2 separate regions of the Mus musculus genome follow, and region 1 is linked to region 2. The links are chromatin contacts, called in public promoter capture Hi-C maps. All regions are on one chromosome and are shown on one strand. Each heading gives the region's core, a stretch centred on a gene start, on an enhancer-like site or on the middle of the called end of the contact. The rest is flanking DNA. Distances are from core to core; before and after follow the strand shown.

Region 1 (5,241 bases), core at 839-3,338, 2.6 Mb after region 2:
GATAAATATTCTGCGGCCTTTGGGGGAGGTTTGCTTCCCCCAGGAAATGTCAGCAATGTAAGCAAATGTTAGCAGGTTTCTGGGTGGGAAAATAGACATTTGATTTCCTCCACAGAGGAGAGGCCACTCTGTCTCATCATTTCTGGTCTCCCTAGTGAACTGTGGGCACGAATGCCTTGGTGTCTCTGTGGAGTCATTTTCCTGATGTATCGATTACTGAAAAGGGGTGATTTTTAGTTCTCGGTGTGCATTTGCCCTGTCCAGGCAAGAGTTTATATAACCAAATGGTTAAATAAGTTAAGAAGAAATATCAATACAACAAACACCTGGTAAATGCTTTCCAGTTGGGGCTAAATATCACTTTCTTAATTTACTGTAGCAAAAATATATAAAGCCTCAACTAAAATTATAAATAAAGTGAATGATTCACAGAGAAACACAAGTGGAAAAGCACATGGTGATCTTAAGTGACTCATGACAGCAGAAACAGAGGGACACAGAGCTGTGGCCAAACCTGCCATCCTGCCTCACATTATACCTTCACAGGCGAAGAAAGGAGCACTTATTACATAGGAAATCGAAAGATTTTTAAATTTTGATACATAATATATTAGTATTTGGATTTGTATTGTTAATCAAATAAAGATGAAGACAATATATGTAAAGTCAAGATAATATTTCACTTATTAAAACCCTATTTTATGTAGTACCCTTTTACTATACATGAATACATGTGGACATATTATTCACTAGTTAATAAAATGTTATCCTCTATATACATGCTGATACAAGACTAAAACAAACCATTTATTAGTCTTATAAAAGAAAGCCTGCCAGGGATTGTTAGGTTAAAATCCTGGCCTTTAACTAAAGTACACTACGTAAATTAGCTAAGCTGAGCTCACAAAGTGTATACAAGAACTGCTTATAGGAGTGTTGATGTCCATGCATTCACTGTGCTGCAGTGTGGAGGGTGCCAGTTATAAGAGGACGGAAATGAACAGAACTCGTCAGAGTCTCAACTTGCACAAATGTGTCAGGGACTAGGGTGTTCAAGATTTCAAGCACAAGAACTGTACATGTCAGTTTGTAGAGATCTGTCATTTCTAGCCTTTAGTCCAAACCTTCTGTCTTGGGCACAGATCCTACAGTGAATCTAAGTGTGGTGGCTGCATCTCTAATCCAAGCACTTGCGAGGCTGAGAAGGGAATCATGAGGTTGAAGCCATCATGGGCTACAGAGTAAGACCCAGTCCAAAACAACATTTACATCTGAAGATTGACTTATCTGGCTGAGCTGCCCTTGGTGTCTATTTTTATTATATGTTTTCCTAAAACTCCAGTGCACAGCAATCTCTCCATAGATAACTATTTCAGTTTACCTTAGAATGTGAGGAAAAGCTGCCCACTCTGTACCTTGGACCAGCTGACCAGTGAGAGACTTGTAAAACGCACTTTGTTCTAAAACTGACCTCCTTGTGCTAACAGCATCAAGGTAATAAACTTTGAATGTAGTCTATATTTGTAAGATTTATGTGGCTGCAAGTATGTTTCATATAAACAGCTCATGTAAAAGTTTTCTTTGTTTCTACTTCAAAAAAGAAAAAAGATATGCTTTTGGAGACAGGAGTATGAGGTATGCTGTTCTCCCCTGAGAAACACAAGCCCCCTCTCCCACCTCACCCTGCTCCTCTGCACAGTAGATACCGATCACACCAAAACCAGACTGCTTCCATACCCAGGCCCACACTAATTTACAAACAGTCCATCTTGTACACACCACCATAGGATCTAAGTGCCAGAAAACAGCTTGTCTGGAAACTGATGTTTTATTTTACATCTGCACTGTAAAATTATCAAGTACAGATATTTTTATGTCTTCGTGATTCTGGTTTTTAAAAAGTATTTTTCAAGCTGACGACATTAGTTTATTTTCACTGGTGCCAAGGGGCCATTCTCTCTGTCTTTTCTAGTCCCTGCTGTCGGTCCTACTGCATAAAGGGGCAGGGGGTTGGAGAATACCTACTTGGTTTTAGCAGTCTGGACAGCCACAGGGTCGTCCAGCTTTGCTTCCCAAGGAAGCTTCCCGAAGAGCCAGTGCAGCATGCAGTAACCAAGGATTTCAACATCACTCCTCCTGGACGGGGCTGCAGAAAGGGGAGGATGAGAAAGCTCGTGAGAAATAGAGAAATCTTTGAGTGAGCTCCCATTGACGAAATATGCAAAGGCCAAATGGGTAGAGCGTCATGTTTACTCAGCTGGAGTAACATTAACTGTCTGGGTCTCTGGCCTCGGTCCACAGACAGGCAGCGACTGGCTGCTGAAGTAAGGGTCAGTTTCTTCACCTCCTCCAACTTCATCTTTCCTTAGTCTAGCCTGTCATATGAACTTGATCCCATGGCCTCTGACATGATCCAGACAACCCATAACCCGGCACCAACACTTTCTCAAAGAGCCAAGCAGTAAAACAAAGAAATAAATGTCTGCAGCTAAATTGCTAACACATGTTCAAGGAAGTCCATGGGGTTTGCCGCGGTCACGCAGAGACCCTCTGAGTGCAGACTAAACACTGAAGGTCTTTCCTATTCTGTCACACCAGTGGTTGCACTTGAAGCCAGAAGAATATGACAAAACTGCCATCTAGTGTGCAGTCTTTAAAACCAGGCCCAAGAAGATGCAGTTCTGTGGAAGAACCACAACCATGGGCACACAGCTCCCAAGTGCTTCCCATATCTTCAGATACGAGAAGCTCTGCACAAAACTACTAGTCTTAAATCTGAAAGCCAGAGGTGAGGCAAGCATGAGGGGAATGTGGTCCAGAGGTATGGTGGAGAAGGAAGTTCTGAAGTAAAATAGAGACTTATTGTAAGATGGCTTTTATTAAAACATAGTAAAAGAACATGATCAGATCCCAGTAAATATCATAATTAACAAACTCTTAAATACTGTGGACTAATTTCATCTCATTTTGACATATTTTTTTTTCTCAAGTACCTTATATCAAAAGGCAGTGAGAACTAAGACTTGTTAAATTCAACTGACGCTTGGTAATAAGTCATTGAATTAATGACTAACACGCCTATAAAATAAAGTCATTTTATCAGCATTCCAAGCTGTTATAAAAACAATAAGGTGGTATTTATATTTATTCTACTACTTGAATGTTCATCTGTGCAGGGATATATAATATCCTGAGCAATATGTGGCTGTTAAAGCTGTTGTAAACAGGTATTCCATTTCATTGTCCTTAATGAAGTAAACTCTAAAAAGTCACTGAGTGAACTAGGTCTTTAATTTATAGAAGCATCTACTAAGAACAATTGTGCCACCACATGTGTAGCTACTCTAGGTCACCATACATAGTTTTAAAGGTGCTATATGTTGTAGCTACTCTGATTGTTATAAAAGCACAGCATATGGTTACCCTTACACATTCTCATCTTAACTGCTATTTGAGTACTGAGTTATTAAAGGACCTTCAATCCAGTAGAAGGCCAGGCCCATGGGTGCTGTATGTTTTGTGGTTGGACTTCAATATTTCTTAATGCAGGATTTGGCTCTAGTATTAAAATAGAAACACAATCTCTACCATGCTGTTATGCAATGATTTCTTCTGTGAAAAAATCTCCCATTAATAGAATGGCTCCATTTGTACAGATGTGTGCACAAGTTCTTTTTCTATTACAGGAATTCCTAATCACAACCTTTACTGCTCAAAAAGGATATTCTGACACACGTTTGCGAGATACTGGCTACACACAAGAGGAGAGAAAAACAAACCAATGTGAATGAATGAATGTGGAATGAAACTTCCCAGGAACTCTAGCTACCTCCAGCTGAGGGACACAGCTGAAATCAATATTTCATAAACTGGTCTTCATGTAAAATAGGCCTTTGAGAGCCAAGTTCACTTCACTATTATAGTTCAGTCTTATCTAATTAAATATATTATCAAATTTTCAGTCTTTCACTATATATGCTCCGTTAATGAGTATGGTAAGCAAGCATTTTAAAAAAATTTTATTAGATATTTTCTTTATTTACATTTCAAATGTTATCTCCTTTCCTAGTTTCCTCTCCAAAAGTACCCTATACTCTCCCCCTACCCTGCTTCCCAACCCACCCACTCCTGCTTCCTGGCCCTGGCACTCCCTTCTACTGGGGCATATAATTTTTGTAAGACCAAGGGTCTCTCCTCACATTGATGACCAACTAGGCCATCCTCTGCTACATATGCAGCTAGAGACACAAGCTCTGAGGGGTACTGGTTAGTTCATATTGTTGTTCCTCCTATAGGGCTGCAGACCCCTTTAGCTCCTTGGGTCCTTTCTCTAGCTCCTTCATTGGGGGTAAGCAAATATTTTACCAGTGCTCTCCGTGCTACAGAAACCTTTATAATGTTACACGGAATGGTCATGTGTTCCTAGCCTAAGAAGCATGTCAAAGAGAGACAAAACCTCCTGACCTGTTCTAGGGAAATTAAATTCTTTCATGTCCACAATCTAGCTACTGCACAGAGAATAAGTATAATGCTTGTTAACTCAAAAAACATTAGTTGAGTATTAGAAATCTCTGGGAACAATAAGGTTGACTCAGCGGTAGAACACATGCCTTATAGGTACAAAGATTCTTAGTTTCGCACCCAGCACAGAATAACCATTTGAAAAATTTTAGAGATAGGCTTGGTGGTTAAGACTGCCTGTTACTCTAGCAGAGGACCCAGATTTGGTTCCCAGCATCTATATGGGGGCTCACAAACATCTGTTCCAGGAGGTATAACACCGACTTCTGGCATCTGCAGGCACCAGATACACACAATGCATATACATGCCTGTAGATAAAAAATGCATACAAATGAAATAAGCATAATTTATTTGAAATTGAAAATCTTTTAAATCTTAAAGCTACTTGTTTCATTGTAAACTTGCCCAACCCATTGAAAAGGCCAACTGAACCAAGAAATGAAAAACGTTCCAGAGTAGGAATCCACAAGCAAGGTTGGAATTTCCTCCCCAGCACTGCTCCATCCTTGCTCTGCAGCTCAATGATACAGTCTATTTGCCTTAATTCACTGTATTCACTTAGACAGAAAGTGTATTATGAATTGTTCTCTCTTGAAAACATATGTTTGCATAATTCAGTGAACTACATAAGGTTTTCAGTTGCATTTCATAACTAATGTTATCATTATTTGTAGGTCCTCATGTAGAGTCCCCAAAACTCAAACTTTTACTTTCTGTTT
Region 2 (5,856 bases), core at 2,201-4,700:
ATCAATTTCTTTAGGACATGCCAAACTAATTGGAGAGGTAATTCCATAATGCTTCTGTTGACGCTGGCTGTCCAGCATAGTGTTTCTGTTCAAGAAAAAGAAATGATGAAAAAATTTTAAGTCTCATTTCATATGGACACATTGAACCTCTTAAGTTATTTGAGCCACTTAAAAGTTTGAGGAACATTACCAAGGAAGTCATTTTTAAAAAGAGAAAGAAAAAGAAAAGGAAAGGCGGGTATTCTGTCTTTATGAAGTGTTTTTCATACAGCTTCCAGCTTCCATGGTCAGGATGTCTTTTCAAGCCCAAAGCAGTATGTGTTGGAATCAAGACAATTGTATCAACACCACTCAGTTCAACTGCAAAGACCCTGAATGGGCTTTATGCCAGGGCTCCCTCTACTATTCCCTGCAGGCTGAGTCAAATACTATCTAGGTTATAGAATCTTTGAAAAGAAGTCAAACACTTGAAAGACACTGTTAGTAAAACAATGGTCTTCCTATAAGTAAGGGAACAAAACATCCATCAAATGGTCCTCAGAACATGATCTAGCCTTAAAAAGAAACCTCAACCAGTCCCTGGAGAAACTTACATTCACAAACATCTTTTCCTGGAACCTGAGTTTACATTTCTAACACTTTGTGACTGTACTTAGTATTCTTCATTTTAGATTGGAACTCATATCATTTTCACACTGAATAATTATCAAATTCTTTACATTAAACAGCAAATTTTGAAGGGCTCAAATGACCCTTAATTGCCCTTAACTAGTATAAAATTACAATCTTCAATAAAGCACCACAGAATTCTGACTACATCTATAACTAAAAGATATGGGGTACATTTTGTTGCAAAAGAAAAAATGAGTATATACTCTCAACCTAACCACCTTTCTTCATATTTGCATAAAGAACTATTCATAACAGTAAGAATATAATCTCAAAAGGCAGTCTTTTAATGAGTAAATTAGCTCTTTAAAAAAAAAATAACAGAGGAAGAAAGGAGGGAGGTTAAATGGGACAGACATAGGCCCATGCCTCTATTCCCTTCATTCAGAAGGCTGAAGTAGAAGAATCTACATTCAAAGCCTGAGCTACATAGCAATACCTTCTCACCAAAGAAAGGTATAACTGGACACTAGGACTTCTTTCTTTCTTCTTGAAACAGGGTCTTACTATATAACTCTGTCTTGGAACTTACCAGACTTGAACTCAGAGATCAGCCTGCCTCTGCCTCATGGGGTTTGGATTAAAGGTCTGTGTTATGCCTGGCTCTATAATTAATTCTAAGCACAGTAGGGCAACTGTGATAAATACTAATTAATTACAGTATACATATTTATATAAGTAATCAGTAAATGTGATGGACAAGCCAATTGCTTTAAACTAGTCACTGTACAAATTATGTGCAAGTTTATCAATTTAAAATGTAAACACCACAAAAATACAACTGTAGTTAATTCTTTTTGCATTTTAAATGCTTAAAAATTGCCTTGAGGTTGGAGATGTACCTCAGTGACAGACTGTTTCATGTGTAGTGCCCTGAGTTCCATCTCTGAACCAAAAACCGAACTAACAAAACAGCAGTGACTTGTAAGTCCACAAACTAAAACATGTTTTTCAGCTGGAGGTTTTACAGGATGGGGAGAAAGAAAGGACAATAGAGAAGATAAGATAGCTTAGCCAGGTTTGGTGGCACAAGTCAAGTGGTAGAGGCAGAAGCAAGCTCATGGCCATGTGAAACCTCATCTCAACAAACAGCCTATATACCTTTGAAATGACTTAATGAAATATAAGGGAGTATTTTAAAAAACCCAACTCTAATTTCTCTCCCATTTTTATCTTGCTGTAGAACAAACAAAACTTCAATTAATTATTTCAAGTTCTATCTATCTATCTGTCTGTCTGTCTGTCTGTCTATGAGAGATAAGGTTGTCTGAGCAAGATTAGTGTGTGATTAATACATGGCACAGACAGATTTTCATAAAATCAAACCAAACAGGAACTCTAAGAAGTAGGTCTCAAAAAGTGTTATGAATTTCACTTACAAGGAAAAAAAAAAAAAACCTTACAGAAATGTTACTGAAGGTACAAAGATAGGTAAATAGAATTCTCACTGACATTCTATAAAAAACTTTTAAATAGCTCAAAATAGTCACTAAAAGTACTACACTGGGCTATGTTTATAAACGGAATACATTAGTTAATAAAAAATAACTAATAATGAAAATATTAACATAGCAAAAGGTCAGAGAGATCATGTTCTAAAGAACCAGTCTACAGAGTAGTAACTGATAATAAATACCCTATAAACAGTTTAAAACAGGTACACAGTTTTTATGGATACAGGGATAGGTACTATCAACATTAAAAATGCAGTAACAAGAAACACCAAACTCAGTGCTCTGGGGCCTTGGAAGAGCGTCGTGAATGCAATCAGAGAAAGGATAGGCGAGTCTTCAGATGTATTGGAATGCTCGACTTCTTTTCAAGAAAGAAAGGTTAAAGAGCTAAGAACACACCCCATGTTAGTCTTAGGGAAAAATGGGTGGTGGCTACACAAATGGTGTTTTGTATTTCTGTGCATTTTTCTGTACGTTGAAATTATTTCCGGATAAAGTGAAAGGTAAGAAATTCTAATAAATTCTTGACAAGTACAGAAACTGCTTCCGACTTATCAAAGTGTGAGCAGGGGATAGATACAGCCCGGTAGATATTGTGGGTCGGTGGGAAGGAACGGGGTAGAGGGTTTAGCCTTTCTCATGGAGCAACCGCAAACCTAGGGGCTCCGCTAGGTCAGTCCCTCTCCGAAAGACCTGAAAGATAGCGGGTCCGGCCGGGAGGAGGGGAGGCAGGGGGATGGTATTTGCGCCAATGCAGACAGAATAGACGGGCTCAGACACGGCTGGGGCAGGAGAGTGACCGACCGTTTTTTCTCCTCAGCCACACGCGCCTTTCCCCCTCATCCTGGTCTGGGGGCGTCCTCAGAGGCGGGCGGCGGGGGGCTGACGGCGACTCCCGAATCCCCGCCGGGCGGCCAGGTGAGTCCCGGGTAGGGGAGATGCCCTTGCGGAGTGGAGGGCAGCGGAAAGCAGAGGTCCCGGCCGGCTGCGCAGGGTGCCAGGCGCAGGGGCTGGAAGCCGGGGCTGCCCACCTCAGCGCACCTCTCTCCACCTCGCCCTCAACCGCCGCCCCCACTTACGCAGACATCTCTTTCATCGCTTCCTGCGTCTCTCTCCAGCGAGTGTCTTTCGCTTTGGGGTCCTGTTCTTGCCCTCTCTTCCTTCCTCTGTCCAATTCCCTTCGCTCGCTTGTAGCTCGCTCACTTCCCCACTCTCTACAGCCGAGGCATTCAACCGAGTAGTGAAAACACCACAAAACCGGCTCTATTTATGACAATACAGCGCGGCCACCGCCAATATGGCGCTACTTCCCAGGCTGCCTCTCGCCTTCCGCGGCTCCGCCCTGCAGCCCTGGGCCCGCCCTCGGGCACACCCCCACCCAGCCTTGAGTTCCCGGGACCCGCCCACCTCAGCGGACTTGCAGCAAAAGCATCTGTCAGAGTGTCAGGTCTCCCTGGTCTGTGGGATTGTCAATTCAGGCAAACCTCTGGGAAGGTTATTTGTCAATTTCCCCTTGTTTCTGCAATAAAAGCATCTAGAAAAAAAACCACCGCTTTCCCTAACACCATTTTAACTCTTCCGTTATCCCACATCTTAAAGTCATAGACTTAATAAGTACACATTGAGAAGATTTTTGTCACCGAGGGTCACACCCAAGAAGGTGCGACTTTAACACAACCAATCCAGGGAAGAAAGCTTATAAATAAATCAGCTTAACTTGTATTCTTTTCCCTCGGAGTACCACCTCCAAGTCCCAATTTATGACTTTGTGGCATTTAGCTGAGATGTTGAACATAATTGCTACTAGTTAGCCGTAAGATAAACCCAAGGATTTCCACCGCTCTGCCCCCAAACCTCACATTTTCAAATAGTGAAAATCATGTTCTGTGTGATTATGACGGTGAAAATGAGGGAGAAAATGACCAATGTTTAAATGTTAAAGGATAAAAGTAATTTCAAACCCTGTCTTTTTCTCCCAAGAGTCAAGCACGGTTGTTTGGGGAATGAGACTCAGTCACGGGAAAGGAGGTTACTTTCTGAATTATTCATTTATTCACTCAAAGTATTTATTGAAAATCTGGTCTGTCAGTTTGTTTATGCTCCATGTTTGATGCATAAAAGCAGGTCTGTGGTTTGACCTGAGCAAGTTCAGAGTTTTCCCATCAAAAGGTGGAGAAAAACTTCAAATATGAGTGATATTCTGCTGCTGCAGAAGTATGTATTACACACTGTAGGAACTAGATTCGTATCCTCAAGAGTTTATTGCGAGTGGATGAGAAAATATATATATACACTATTTAAATACAGATGGGGTCCAGTTGTCATTGGGGGACCAAAAGAGGACCATCTAAACATGGAGGAAAGTCACTAATAGCTTCCTAAAAGAGAGGATTCTGTATATTAGCAGGATTTGGGAGTACAGATTTTGGTAGGTTATGAGAAGACAAAATGGAGCTCAGGAGGTCGCTAGACTGGGATTTGATTCGAAGCAGACCCACCTTTGTTATTTGCTAGCTTTGTGACTTCTAGAACTTTAAAATAAAGTTTACGTTAACCTTGAACTTTTTCTTTAAGAAAAAAATGTAAAGTACACTTACTTTAGCCTGCAGGGAGTCAGAGGATGACTTCTAGAGTCTGTTCTGTTCTCCCTTTTCACCATTTCAGTCGCTGGGATCAAAATTGATTCCTCAGACTTGGCAGCAAACAGCTTTATCCACTGAGCCTTATTCACAGTCCCAATTTTAAACGTTAAAAATACTTTGATATGCGTATCTAATAAGAACACTTTGCTACACAACCATAATATTACTGTGCTCAGGCACCGTTGCCCTAGTATCAGGAGGAGGAGTGACACCCCAGCCTTGCAATTCTTAAAAGCCTCTTAGCTTACTTTCGCTCAACTTCGTTCTTCATTGTGAATTTTGGAGGACGCTTTACAGCATCTTCTGCCTTCATCCAGTCTATTGTCTCCTCAAAGAGGAAAGATTGCCTTCTGTGGTTCAGTTTTATTCACTCAGCACTGAATTTTAGCATACGTCTCTGGTTTCTAATGTAAAGTTCTTGTTGCTGGTAGAGTTGTAGTCAATTTTCCAGATCCACCAGCTATATCTTCAGATTCAACCAACCTTGTATTTTAATTATTCAAGATAAAATTCTATCCACACTGAAGATGTACATATCTTTTTCTTGTGATTCTCAAAACTACTTTTTTTTTTTAAAGACACGTCTTACTCTGTAGCTCAGAACTCAGTATGTAAACCAGACTGACCTTGAACTCACAGAGATGTGTCTGTCTTTGCTTTCTAAGTTTTTTTTTGGCATTACTCTCTATTTACATAGCATTTTAAATTGCATTAAGCTTTATAATTAATCTATAGATAGTTTAAAGTATGTGAGATGATGTTTGTAGGTTATATGCAAATATGGTGCCATTTTATAGAGGGAACTTGAACACCTCTTAGTGTTAGTGTTGGAACCAGTAAGAGGCTCTCAGACTAGCTCCTTAATACCAAGGGATGGCTGTATTCACACAATTTGCCACTTTTTAAAACGTCAAGTTGGTCCAGAGGAAGGAGGACAGGAGTCTATTTACTTTCCTGAACCTAGGATATATGAAACTAGGAACATAATTTGAACAATTGAAGAGCCTATCATGTTTTGCCTTTTATAATTATTTTTACCTTCATTTATGTGTATCCATGTGTGTCTGTGTGAGGATATATGCACGTGCAGG

What was found. Promoter capture Hi-C pulls out the DNA fragments that hold promoters and counts their contacts.
Region 1: a promoter capture Hi-C map of hippocampal neurons shows a contact between it and region 2, with 8 times the contacts expected there. The contact joins the enhancer-like site here to the promoter of Papolg in region 2. A contact is called at or near these places in 10 of 39 promoter capture datasets (the C10 cell line, cranial neural crest, frontonasal cranial neural crest and 6 more) and 2 of 9 other capture datasets (adipose tissue and liver).

What each region holds. Positions count from the first base shown.
Region 1 is chr11:26,487,748-26,492,988 of GRCm38.p6, forward strand. Vrk2 (vaccinia related kinase 2) reads right to left here. Exons shown (of 13, transcript NM_027260.3): 9 at 2,026-2,146. Among named protein-coding and RNA genes, the nearest start is that of Fancl, 100 kb to the left of the region's middle. RefSeq lists an enhancer at 1,341-3,986. Within about 2 kb of position 2,089, at least 52 of the 459 cell types and tissues checked have an H3K27ac peak or open chromatin away from gene starts, as enhancers often do. A contact at or near this core is called in adipose tissue, hippocampal neurons and second pharyngeal arch cranial neural crest, where this site is marked.
Region 2 is chr11:23,891,820-23,897,675 of GRCm38.p6, forward strand. Papolg (poly(A) polymerase gamma) reads right to left here and starts at 3,451. Exons shown (of 22, transcript NM_172555.2): 1 at 3,203-3,451; 2 at 1-85. The coding sequence starts at 3,219. Gm12061 (a long non-coding RNA gene) reads left to right here and starts at 2,433. Exons shown (of 4, transcript XR_872317.3): 1 at 2,433-2,626; 2 at 2,944-3,041.